2 separate regions of the Gossypium hirsutum genome follow, and region 2 is linked to region 1. The links are chromatin contacts, called in public Hi-C maps. All regions are on one chromosome and are shown on one strand. The core of a region is the stretch at or near the end of the contact, and the rest is flanking DNA. Distances in the headings are between cores, read along the strand shown.

Region 1 (6,529 bases), core at 3,725-6,224:
GCTTCTTACTGCATAAATAGTTAAATGCTCCTTACAAATGGCAGAATTTGCTAATATGGCTGCATAAACTATTACTTGTCTTTTTTGCAATATTAATATTTGCTAGAATAAATCTGTATTTTGATTTGTATTTATTAGGAACAGAGCTTATTTCCATTTAACTAACATTCAGTTTCTGTGCTTCCATTCCCCATTCCCAACTTGCTCTGCTGCATTCTCTCTGTGCAATTAAAAAACATGTGGCTCTTGCATGCTAGGTATTGGGGATCATTTCCAGCTGTTGTTGTTTAGATTACACCATTTTCATCACTCTTATCTACTGCTTGTTTTTCTCATGTTTTTATAACAAAGAATATCTTACTATTATTGTTGCAGGTGATTGCCTTCATGGCTGATCTGAAGCACAGGATTCTTATGGTTTCTGATTTTTTCTATCCCAACTTCGGTGGTGTCGAGAATCACATCTATTATCTGTCACAATGCCTACTAAAACTTGGTCACAAGGTCAGAAAATTTTTGTAAGTTTGTAGGTTCTAATTCTTGTTTGTGAGCACTTTTTTCTATTTGACCAAGAGCAAAGAAACTGGAAAAGAGGAATGATGTTTTTTCTTTTTCCCCAGAAAAGAAGGGGGAATGATTTTAGGTCCACTACTATAAAGAGGAAATCTTTTTTTCAAAAGAAGGTTTTAGATATGCCGTTGCTTAGGTAGAAGAATACTATAATGTCCCTCTCTGGAAGGGTTCTCTCTCTATTTCTTTCTCCTTTTCTCTGCTCTGCATTTTTTTACTAAACCTGATATCCTTTTGTTTTTCTTCTTTGGTCGATAAGAGACATCATCTTTTAAAATTCCTTGGTCCTTTTTTCTGTCCAATTCCGTTTTATGTTCCTTTCTGCAAATTAATGTTTCCTTTTTTCTTCGAACTCTCAATGCAATAGGTACCAAATTTCAGTCCTTTTATTTCCCTAAAATGGATGATATATTTACTCTATTATTGCAGGTGGTTGTTTTGACTCATGCTTATGGAAATCGATCTGGGGTGAGATACATGACAGGTGGTCTGAAGGTTTATTATGTACCGTGGCGGCCGTTTCTTATGCAGAATACATTCCCGACTATCTATGGAACATTCCCAATAATTAGGACTATACTTCTTCGGGAAAAGATATCACTTGTGCATGGTCATCAAGCCTTCTCAACTCTATGCCATGAGACTTTGATGCACGCACGTACTATGGGATACAAGGTTGTATTTACTGATCATTCATTGTATGGTTTTGCTGATGTGGGAAGCATCCACATGAACAAGGTTCTGCAATTTACTTTGGCAGATGTAACCCGGGCCATATGTGTTTCGCATACAAGCAAGGAAAATACAGTGCTACGGTCAGGTTTGCCGCCTGAAAAGGTTTTTGTGATACCTAATGCTGTGGACACAGCTATGTTCAAACCTGCTCAACAGCGCCTTGGCCGTGATGAAATAGTTATTGTTGTGATAAGTAGGTTGGTTTATCGGAAGGGTGCAGATTTACTTGTGGAAGTCATTCCGGAAGTTTGTCGTTTGTATCCCAATGTGAGTTGCTCAGAGCATGTTGTTGCTGAAAAGATTTTGATTTATTGGCTTGTTCTGTTACTAGTCAGTTGTCATGGTATTAGTTAGAAATGAGCAGTTCACCCAGTTCTTATGTTGCTTCACCAGCTACTGGCAAGAGTATGAGATGGTTGAATGTTTTTATTACCTATGTCCTTTGGTTTGATATTCTGCAATGATGGTTAGTGTTGTTGCTACTGGCTAGACTAAGCATAAAATGGCCCCCATTATATATCCATATGAACTGTTGGCCATTTTTACGTAAATTTGGTGTATAGTCCCTATTTACATACAAAAGATATGTTTATGTAGAATAAATATCCTGCCTTTTCAGCAGTGTCTTCCTATTTGATGAATGTAATTGCTTTTTTATGGTTCAATTTATTTTAGTCTTGGAAAATATTTCAGTAGCCATTCTTTTGGTTTGCTTTCTGCAGTTAGCATGAGAGGAGTTAGTTGCAAAAGGGTTTATTATGGCTTTCTAAATTATGATGGTTCATCAGTTATAGGCCCAAAAATTAGTATGTTTAGCCAACTGCCATATTGCACCTGCTCTCTCTCACATACACAAGCCTCTTACATCTAGACATCTGAATTTCTGCTACACTTACACATTGCTGATCCATTGTCATGTTTTAAATTTTAGTTAAATCTTTCAGTGTGTTGGTTATAGTTCCTCATTTGGATGAAGACTTGGTATTTAGTAGAAAGTATGACTGTACTCTAACATGTTAGTCTGCACTGTTATTTTGAGTTATTTTCTCATTTTTAAACACCTGCGAAGGTACGTTTCGTTGTTGGTGGAGATGGACCTAAAAGAGTGCGGTTGGAAGAGATGAGAGAAAAGCATTCTCTCCAAGATCGAGTTGAGATGTTGGGGGCTGTACCACATGCTTCTGTAAGGTCTGTGCTGATTTCTGGCCACATTTTTTTAAACAGGTAAATTTTTGGTTCCTACAGACCACCCTTTTTTAGTTTATTTCTTTTTTATGTAACCAGAAGCCAAGAAAAAAAAAAGGAACAGAAGAAGAAGAAGAAGAAGAAACACAAAGAAGACAAATTAACATTCATTGATCATTTGATAATCAAGTGTAAAGGCGGATGAACTTAATTGCTTTTCCTTTTGACAGTTCTTTAACTGAAGCTTTTTGTATAGCCATATTGGAGGCTGCAAGTTGTGGACTATTAACTGTCAGCACACGTGTAGGAGGTGTCCCAGAGGCATGTACTTCAAACTGTCATTAACCTAGACATACCAAACTGGTTTATGCTTTTGCACCTAAAAGGATTGAAATTTATTTAAGATATCCTCTAATTTTCCATTTATTTGTTTTAGGTTTTACCCGATGACATGATAGTACTTGCTGAACCAGATCCTAGTGACATGGTACATGCAATTAGGAAGGCAATATCTATCCTTCCTAATATTGATCCACAGGTTATGCATGATCGAGTAAGTAATTTTCATTGACTTCATATAGTAATTTTGAACTGCGTGAGGTGGACAAATGCATATTTCTCTTTTTGTGGCAAGATGAAGAGACTTTATAATTGGAACGATGTTGCTGAAAGGACTGAGATTGTATATAATCGTGCCTTGAAATGTTCTGATCAGAGTCTTCTAGAACGACTTTCCAGGTATGCCATTGAATGTTTTCCCCGAAGATGATGCTCACAAATTTGTTTTAGCCAATAAGATGGTGTCATGCTTTTCAAGCACCTCTGATTTCACTGAAAGGTTTTTGGTATAATGTTGAGTGTATGGCATGGATATTTTCTTATGTGCTTTTAGTATGGAAGGCAGGAAGATTAAAAGTTCGCTTATTAAGTAATTAAATAAAAACTTACATACAACCTTGCAATCATCAACCGTATGTACACTCAAGCTCGCATTATCTAGTTGTGAACAGGACTTGGAGATGAGTATTGAACATAATTATGTGTTTGTTTATGGGTATACCAATCTTTTAAAGCTTTTCTTTATATTTTAAAGTTGATACCCTCTTGTTTATGTTGTGTCGGACATGGGTACTTCAGGGACAATGGAGAATCCAAGTAATATACAAAGTGGTAGCTTGTAACTTTCAAATATTTGGTAAAATCAGTAGATTATTTTTGAGTTATTACCAAGGATGCTAATGAGGTCATGTTTTGTTAGGTATCTTTCATGTGGAGCTTGGGCAGGCAAGCTGTTTTGCTTGGTTATGATAATCGACTTTTTGATATGGCGTCTGTTAGAACTATTGCAGGTACATGGTGTTTTTTTTTCTTTTTGGTATGATCCCGGAAAATTAAATCAGTAAATTGGGTGAATCAGTTTGGTTTTTAATCGGCTCAATTTGGATTCAATTCAAGTTTTAAAATTTTTTGGTCATTTAGGGTCATTTTCGGTTATTCCAGTTCGGGGTTGTTTTCGGCTTGAGGCTATGGTTTTTCGGGTCAGTCATTATGGGTTTGGACCATGTCGAGTTTTGTTCATTTTGATTTTGAGTCATTTCGGGTTTGGGTGGCTTTGTAGGTTTTGGTCATTTTATGTTTAAGACTAGACGTGTTGGATGGTTGGACCAGGTTTTGAGTTTTGGGTCAGAACTTAACATTTATACATGAAGTGATGGTTTGTTTTTGTTACCAGCCTGCAGAGGATATCGAGGAGGTGCCTGATGTGGCTCTACGCTGCCATCAACACGGAGAAAGGATTGAAGAAATATATCGTTGCAAGTCAGAATAATAGTATAGCAATAGTTTTCGAGTTTATAACAATATTATTAGCTTCAAATATTTGACGTTTCGTCTTCAAGCATTGTACCTTATTCTATTCTTTATGCATTTTAAGTAAAAATCTTATTGCTGCAATCCACTTCTGAATGTGCTTTCTTGAAATCCCATGTTTTTCACTTCATTTTAATTATTATTCACAACGAGGCCTTGGCATAGTTAAGAGGTCTTGGGCATGCACAATTAAATGCGTGGACTTTCAGTTTCACCATACATTATCGCCAAACCTGAATTTTAGTTCAGTTAATAGTGGTTATTTAGACGTGGTTATTTGGACATGTACTTGTATTTTGATATTTTAATTATAATTGTTAACGTTTAAAAAATTATTATTTACAAATATAATTTTACAATTAATGAGTCTTTAAAAAATGCATTATATTATGTTTTACTTCGTTTTTTAAAAAAAAATTGAAACACATTTTAAGTAAATTTTTTTCAAAAAGAGATGATGTGCAGCTTATTGGTTTATATATTCAATGTTTTTCTTATGAAAGATTAATGTGCCTTATTTTGGTTTTCACGTGGGATTTAATGTACCTATGCAATCTGTAACAGCAAATTTTTTTTTTTTTTGTGGGGCGGGGGGTGTTTTTATCTGCCTAACTTTAGAGGTACAGCGCCTAATTTCACTTGGATTGGGCTTTGTGGAGATTAGCAACTGGGAAATACAATTCCAGTCAGAAAGAAGAGCAATACCCTACAAAATACTGCTACAGGCTACGAGTGAAGAAGAATGAAGATGCCGTAGCCGTCACGTAACGTTGACTGTTAGTCTCCACCACTATCACCTGACGGAAGCAAAGTAATAGTACCATTAGTACAATACCACGTGAACTGACCCTCCTTCCTGTAATTATTATTACTTTTTTTTTTTTTTTGCATTTTTTCCCTTCCATTTTAAAGTATTCCCCACTCATCTCGTCTCTGCGGCGTATCGACCCCGCATTTTATTTTGTTTTATTTTATTTTTCTCAATGGGTTTTTCTGATATTATTTTCATGGATAAATTATCTTAATTAGTTTCCTTCTAATATCATTCAGCTAATCTGGTATGTTGAGAAGTTCTCATTTCTTTTTTAATGAATGTGTTTGCTACTTTTCTTGTATTCTTAATTCTTTCTAATTTTCTATAATGCCATTGTTTAAGGGACAATTTGGGTTTTCTAATCTGAGCAATTTGTTGTTAATTCATTGTTTAGTTTGATATTGTTGGGGGGGGGGTCTATTTGGCCATTTTTGGCTGCAAATCTATTAGTTAAAGCTCAAACCTTTACATAAAGTAGAAGTATTTAAGCTATAATAAAATCTGGGTATTGCAATTTGTTGCTAAATAACTAAACTTTATTATCATATATATATTTTGTCTATGTTCATCACTGCAGGAAGCAGATTTTGGGGGTTAAGAGATTTTATCTACAGAGAGGATGGTGACATCTGAGCAAGAACACGATTTTGTTAAGTGGGGTTTGCAACTATTCAATAGTGATCCCTATGCTAATTGTGGATATTGTGGTGTGTTAACTCAAGAAAATGGAGAGTATTACACTGGAAATAGTTTCAAGGAGGATGATCATTACGACGCAGGAGAATGTTGTAATGTGGAAAATGATGAGGCTATTGCTCATACTCTTCAACTTCAAGAACTGTCAAAACTTGCAGTGGTGGGATCTCCAAGCCAAGGGGACGAAGAAGAATTGCAGTTGCAAGTGTCTGGTTACACTCGAGATTGTATCAATCAGGCTGTTGGGGACTTTGGTTCTGGTATAAGGAAGTTTCTGAATTTTCGAGTTCAACGGTTTGAAGTTGCTGATATGTCTTTAATGTATTGCATTTATATGTTTCTGTTTTGTGATTTGTAGGGCAAGGTTGTGGTGAGGAAGAGCAAGATGAAATAACAACTTCTAGTTCATGTTCTAGCCCTGAAGAGAAGTTGTTATGTGAAGAGGATAGGTCATATTCATTGGAGCTAACCGATGAGTTTGCTCTTGATGGTGAAGTTGGGAAAAGGCTAAATCAGATGGTTCCTGTTCCTGTAAGTGTGACTATAAGGTTTAAGTTCTTGATTATGACATCTATAAAGTAGTGTCGTAGTTATGCATTTAGATTTATCTCTGGTTGTGTGTAGCATATTCCAAGAATCAATGGTGAGATACCCTCTGTT
Region 2 (6,330 bases), core at 3,483-5,982, 64 kb after region 1:
AATACACTTGTTTTTAACATAGTGAGTACAAACAAATTTTGAGATCTCGTGCACGCTCTCGAAGATTGCAACATCGAGAGATTAATAAGTTATTCACAGAATCTTTTCATGAATGGTTAAGTCAAACGGTATGTAACTAAAGTTAATAAGTTACATATAATCCCGATATTTAGTTAATTATTCAATTTACTTTCGATTCAATAGGTTTGGAGTGGAAAGGACGTCAATGACGAAGTTAAATGGCTTTCCCAAGGTCCGAACAGAATAATAAAAAGATATAGTGCCTTCCTCATCAATGGATACAGATTTCATACAAAGTATCGTGAGAGAATGAGGAGAACTCAAAATTGTGGAGTTGTTGTTAATTCTTCAATTACAAGTTATGCTAATGCTAGGGACAGTAATCCGGTTGAGGGTAATGTGGAGTATTACGGACTTATTACCGACATTATTGAGTTGGATTACTATGGCAGATGGAAAGTTGTCTTATTTCGGTATGATTGGGCTGATGTTAATACTGCTCGAGGAATTAAAGAAGATCAATTTGGTTTTACAATGTTGAATTTCTCTCGCTTGATTCACACTGGACAACAATTGATGGATGAGCCATATGTATTTTCCTCTCAAGTGAAACAAGTTTTTTATTCGAAAGATCCAACTGATGAGGGTTGGTATGTTGTACTCTGTAACACCCCTAGAGACTTGTTTGAAATGGGTAATGGAAGTAGAGATGACATCATCGAAAGATCAGAAACATTACCTTTTCCAGAACAAAACTTAGATGAAAATATCCCTAGTACTAATACACAACAGCAATGGGTTCAACATGATGTGGATGAAGATATTTACGAATAATGATGTAGTAAAATTTTACAATTTTTTAATTATATGTAATATTATAATTTTAATCTTTGTCATGTTATATAATTTAACTATTTTATATGTACTACTATTGTGCTAAATTTGTTACTAAAACTTTAATTATTTTATGTGTATTGCAGGAAAAATGCGTAGAAGAAGAGTACGAGATTTAAGTATTGTCCAGAATACTCCAAAATCGGAAGAAAGAAATAGTGAACAGCAGACAGTTGTTGGATCTTCGAATGTGCCGGAGACACTTAATGAGCCTGAAGAATTTCAAAGTAATATTTTGTTCATTTTACATGTGTTGACTTTTATTATTGAATTATTTGTCAATTTTAATATAATAATAGTATATCATTTTTCAGCTGAAAGTGGTGGGACGTGCAGAGTTCGAGGACGTACGCTACTTAGAGATTTATACGATTTAGATCCTGTCAAGCGTGTTAAAGTAAGTAGAAATACTCATGGTCAGCCTGTTGGATCTGAAGCTCGACTTTTAGCAGGCTATTTGGGCATTTTAGCACGAAATGCAAATATGTTGCCCATCAACTACGAATCATGGCATCACATGCCTGATAGCAACAAAAATCAGGCTCTCGCTAATATTAAGGTAACAAAATGTGAATGCAATTTATAATACTTTGGTTTAAGTTTCATTTATATTTACATTCTAAACTTATGTTTTTTTAGGAGAGATTTGCTTTAGAAGTCTCCGATGATTATATCAAGAAGGCATTAGGTAAAAGATGGAGAGACAATAAAAGCACTTTAAAGAAACAATATTTTAAGAAAGACATAAGCCTCGAGGAAAAACTGAGAAATGTTCCGCCAGGAATGCTGAGGTATCAATGGGAAGATGCGGTTAGATTTTGGAATTCAAAGAAATGAGAGGTATTGCGTATTTCCAAACTCTTATATATAGTGTTTACTATATACGTAATAATAATTTTATTATGTAGGACCGTGAGCGAGTTGGAACAAGCAGCAGGCAAAAACAAAAATTCACGCACACGGCAGGGTCGAGAAGTTTTGCTTCTGTAGCTGAGGCCGAGGTATTATGAATTTATTAATTCTTTCAAATATTAATAACTTTCTATTATTAAATAATATTCTTACTACTATATTGTAGGAAGTCAAATCCGGACAAAAAGTTGGACGCCTTCAGCTTTTTGAGATTACGCATGGAAGAAAGATGGATCTCCTATGACATCCGAAGCTGGAGAAATTATGGTATATTCACTTAATAATATTTGATTTATTCTAAATATTTATAATCTTTAATTATAATTGTTTAATTCAATTCATCATTAGTAGTTTTAAAAAATGTTAAGTTATGTTGCATTTCTTTTTATTATATATTTCGTTTCTAACTCTTTAATTGATTTTTTAGGAGAAACTAAAGGAGAAGAAGGCGGAATATGAAGCGATTGCTTCGAGTGATAGTTCTGTTAATCTTGAGAACATTGATAACAGAATTATCACTGAAGTTTTGGGTCCTGAAAGGTACGGTCGGGTTCGATTTCAAGGATCTGATGTTACCCCGACCCAATATTTTGGATCCAGCTCCCAGCAATACATGCCTTCCGGAAGTCAAGCTCAAGCTGAAGTTCAGAGGTTAAGAGACCAGATAGCTCAGATGCAAGCGAACACGGTTGAGCAAATTGCCGAGGTTCAACGAAAATATGAAGAACTCCAGCAACAACTTAGAGCGGAGGCAGCAGATAGGGAGGCAGCGGCTGCAGCGAGAGAGACAGAGGCACGAGCGATGGTAGCAGAACAGAGCAAAAAGTACGATGACCTCCAGCTACAGCTTCAGCAGATGATGCATATGTTTCAACAATCGCAAAAGCCGCCGTCTTAGACATTAATTTTCTTATTGTAAGAATGTTTTTAAGTTTTTTCACGTTTAACATTATTGTAAAAATATTTTAAATTATACTTTATTTATTAATTATATCATATATCTTTAGTTAAATTTGAAGTATCATTTAGAATTAATGTTTTTGGTTGTATTTTTTATGTTAAATTTGCTGTTTTTGGCTGCATTTTATATTATATTTGTTGTATTTGGTTGGATTTTAATGCAGGAAGGGCTGGATATTGGTGAAAAAAAATATTACAAATCTGCCAAATTTAGCGGCGCTTTTTTTGCAAGCGCTGCTAAAAGCCTTGACCTTTAGCGGCGCTTTTCCCACAAACGCCGCTAAAAGCCTTGACCTTTAGCAGTGCTTTTCCCACAAACGCCGCTAAAAGCCTTGACATTTACCGGCGCTTTTCCCACAAACGCCGCTAAAAGCCTTGACCTTTAGCGGCATTTTTTTCCAATAAACGCCACAAATTTTTGTGGCGTTACCTATAGCAGCGTATTTTGCGGCATTTTAGAAAGCGCCGCAAAAAGTCTGTTTTCCTGTAGTGCCTCAATGGTTTTTGCATGCAAAGTAAAATGCAAACAAATATTGAGTCATTGATTATCTAATGTTTAACTAATACTAAGCGGTAGTACATGGTCGAACCATAATACGGAGAGATAACTTATATTGGTAGATAATCTAATGTATATATATAGATAAAAATATTATACTAAGAGTACTAGATCCCAACATGTTGCTGTTGTTGTAGTGTTGTTCTGTAATCCTTCTTTTTTCAATAAATTTTCATTTAATGAGAAAAAAAAACAACAACTCATGTTCAAAATAGATCAAAACAACCCTTCTTTAGGAATACTCTTGTTCAAAGAGATGTTTCGCAAATGATGAGAAATATAATATTAGTTCACCAAAGTAGAAAAAAGTGGGAGAAAAAACCCCAAAATGTGATAGAATTTTTGAGTTATTTTAGCTATTACTAGAGAGCTTTGCTTGATAGATGAAATATTGATATAGTTAAGATATTTCCTTTCACCCTTTGTTGTACTATTGAGTACTCCTTCTTTCACAAACATAGTGAATAAAACATTCACTATTCACTTTATCAATAACTTAAACCCTTTGTAATAAATCATTAATGTCTTTACAACAAAAAGTATTCTCTTGTAATTTATATTTACTAAGTTATGTAATCTTTATTTTCTATACTTATAAATAGTTTCTCATAAGACTCTTGAAATTATCTATAATCTTTCTTCTTATTTCTCTTTTTAGCCTTATTCTTCTTGCACTGCTACTTTAATCATCACCAACCACTGCACTTAATAGTATTTAATTTACTCGAATATTTTTCTACTGTTTCTCAATAAATTAGGTTTCATATGTTTGCAACACTTTCTCTTTTACCAAAAAAATCCTCTACACAAATCAATATATATAAAAGTACGTAACCATTTCCATTCCTCCATGATTCATCCGGGACTTACTGTTCACATAATTTAGATAGTGCAAAGTACTTTATATCATCAACAACTAAAATATCTAAAATATATTTAAAAAATTATCACTTTCAAGAGCATTAAAAGATCCTTTTTGCATATTATAAAGTGTAATGGGCTGAATGATTGCATCCAATTGCAATGATACAGCTTCTTCATCCTTGGTGTAGTAGAACTTTTGTTGGATTTGATTCACACCAATATTGCACCTTATTAGATACAACATATTGTTTTCATTATTAATTTAAAGAAAACAGCAAAAAGCAACAAAAAAAATCTGCCTAGTTTTATCCGAGATCTTAACTGGAATGAAAATAAAACTTGTAATTGAAATTTAAGTTTTAAAGTCATTTAATTGAAACCATTATTTTCTTTTAATTGAAAATAAAACTAGTTTTAAACCTGAAGCTGTTAGTAGTGAAGTCCTTGAGACTGGTACTATTCATAGACCGAGTGATGGAACGAGTGCTATTGAATTTGACTGGTGGGATCGCATACTATCCACCATGAACATGGAATCTGAATTGCAAGAAATCAGATATTTCTTCAGTGTAGCCTGCGTCTACCTTGCACCGAGGTGGTCCACAACCTCCAGATTTTATTAATATTTTTTTAGTTTAAATGCTCTGAGACAAAATATTTTAAAGTTGTTCACGTAAAGTTTAAACCTTTCAAAATAGTTAAATAAAAATTAAGACTTTTCGAAAGTGCTCAAATAATTGCTATTAATGCATTCACTCAATTGTTAGTATAAATTTAAGTGAACAATAACATATTTAGAATATAACACATGTCAACTGAATTAGATATTAATTGTAATTTGATTTATGACATTTGGGGTTCTGCCGGAAATTTTTTATTATTAAAAGAAGCTTATCGACTTACCATTTCACAACCAAAAGATAAAGCAAAATAATAACATTATAGAAGGTAATATATTGCTACACAGTAATAGCGGATTGACTGTGTGTTTATTTATTTGTCCTCATAGTGAGGAGATTGTTTCAATATTCGAATACCCCAATAAGGCTAGCTCCTAATTAGTTAGGAATATCTTATTTGGCATGCATCCCCAGATGTGGGTTCTCTTCCCTGTACTTCTTCTGGAATACAATTTAGAGACGTTGCAAATACTGAAATGTGAAATGCTTCTTAGGTTATTGAAACTTCACCATCTAATGGCACCATTAATGTAAATTGCAATGTGTCCCATTCGGATGCACAGCAGTTGAGATCCACAGGATCAACTTCTAACCTCTCTCCTCCTAGTCTGCCTTCAGTTACTGCGATTGAACATCAACCAAGCAATGCAAACCAAATTGCTAGCCAGTTTTCTCAAGACCCGAGGCAACCGGTGGCAGACCGGATTGAGCTGTCCAATTGAGATATTTTGTAGCCTGTGCATTCACATATCATTGGTGGGCTTGTGAGACAGGCTTCGGTCCCTTCTGTTTCTAGTGGCCTTCCCATACAGACTGCACCTATTGCATCATATCAGATACAGGTTCCTATGTATTATGACCCATTTCAATACGAAATGTAAAGAATAATTAAAGAAGATCAAACCATTAAGGTTTATAAAGACAAGATTAGTGCCCTTTTTACTTGTTTGCTTATTTACTAATAGTGGTATATGGTTTACTTTCAATCAAGAATTTCCTCTCTTTGAACAGAAGCTGAAGCTGAAATCAGAGTGTGAGAAGGAGATTAAGGAGGTTGTAGCTCAAATTAATAGGAAGTATAAAGTTAAACTCCAGGAGAAAAAGACAATTTATGTGCTAGAAATAGAACTTGTTATAAATTTCAACAAAGTTCTCTTAATCAAAGGTCTTGATCGTGGCTTTTAGGTCTAAATGTATGGATAATGGACCATCTGGTTCAAAGGGTACACAGCAAGGTGAATTTAATATATTACTTAGTAGTGCTACTGTAGTAAATGGAAGAATAGAGAATCAAATGGATGCTTATAATAATCTACTTGACGAAAATTCCAGCACTAGTGCCTGGTAGGTTTAGGGTAGCCACTCAATCCTAGATTTGTTGAGTGATCATATTTGGGATATTCTATGCTTAGTTTACCGGTACTTACATTGCAATCACAT

Evidence for each region. Hi-C and Micro-C count contacts between places; a contact is called where the count stands out from the background.
Region 2: a contact with region 1 is called in a Hi-C map of leaf, with 1.7 times the contacts expected there. The contact joins the enhancer-like site here to the promoter of LOC107963899 in region 1. A contact is called at or near these places in 9 of 34 Hi-C or Micro-C datasets (callus, leaf and petal).

The regions. Positions count from the first base shown.
Region 1 is chrA03:5,963,175-5,969,703 of Gossypium_hirsutum_v2.1, forward strand. LOC107963899 (OVARIAN TUMOR DOMAIN-containing deubiquitinating enzyme 12) reads left to right here and starts at 4,975. Exons shown (of 10, transcript XM_041106825.1): 1 at 4,975-5,217; 2 at 5,751-6,129; 3 at 6,228-6,400; 4 at 6,494-6,529. The coding sequence starts at 5,793. It overlaps LOC107963897 (phosphatidylinositol N-acetylglucosaminyltransferase subunit A), which reads left to right. Exons shown (of 10, transcript XM_041106805.1): 3 at 376-504; 4 at 1,000-1,572; 5 at 2,375-2,529; 6 at 2,721-2,811; 7 at 2,927-3,043; 8 at 3,125-3,228; 9 at 3,749-3,839; 10 at 4,223-4,443. The coding sequence starts at 388. The coding sequence ends at 4,318.
Region 2 is chrA03:6,027,054-6,033,383 of Gossypium_hirsutum_v2.1, forward strand. LOC107887981 (a long non-coding RNA gene) reads left to right here and starts at 1,399. Exons shown (of 3, transcript XR_001681229.2): 1 at 1,399-1,474; 2 at 1,555-1,755; 3 at 1,824-1,859. Within about 2 kb of position 4,733, at least 2 of the 9 cell types and tissues checked have an H3K27ac peak or open chromatin away from gene starts, as enhancers often do. A contact at or near this core is called in leaf, where this site is marked.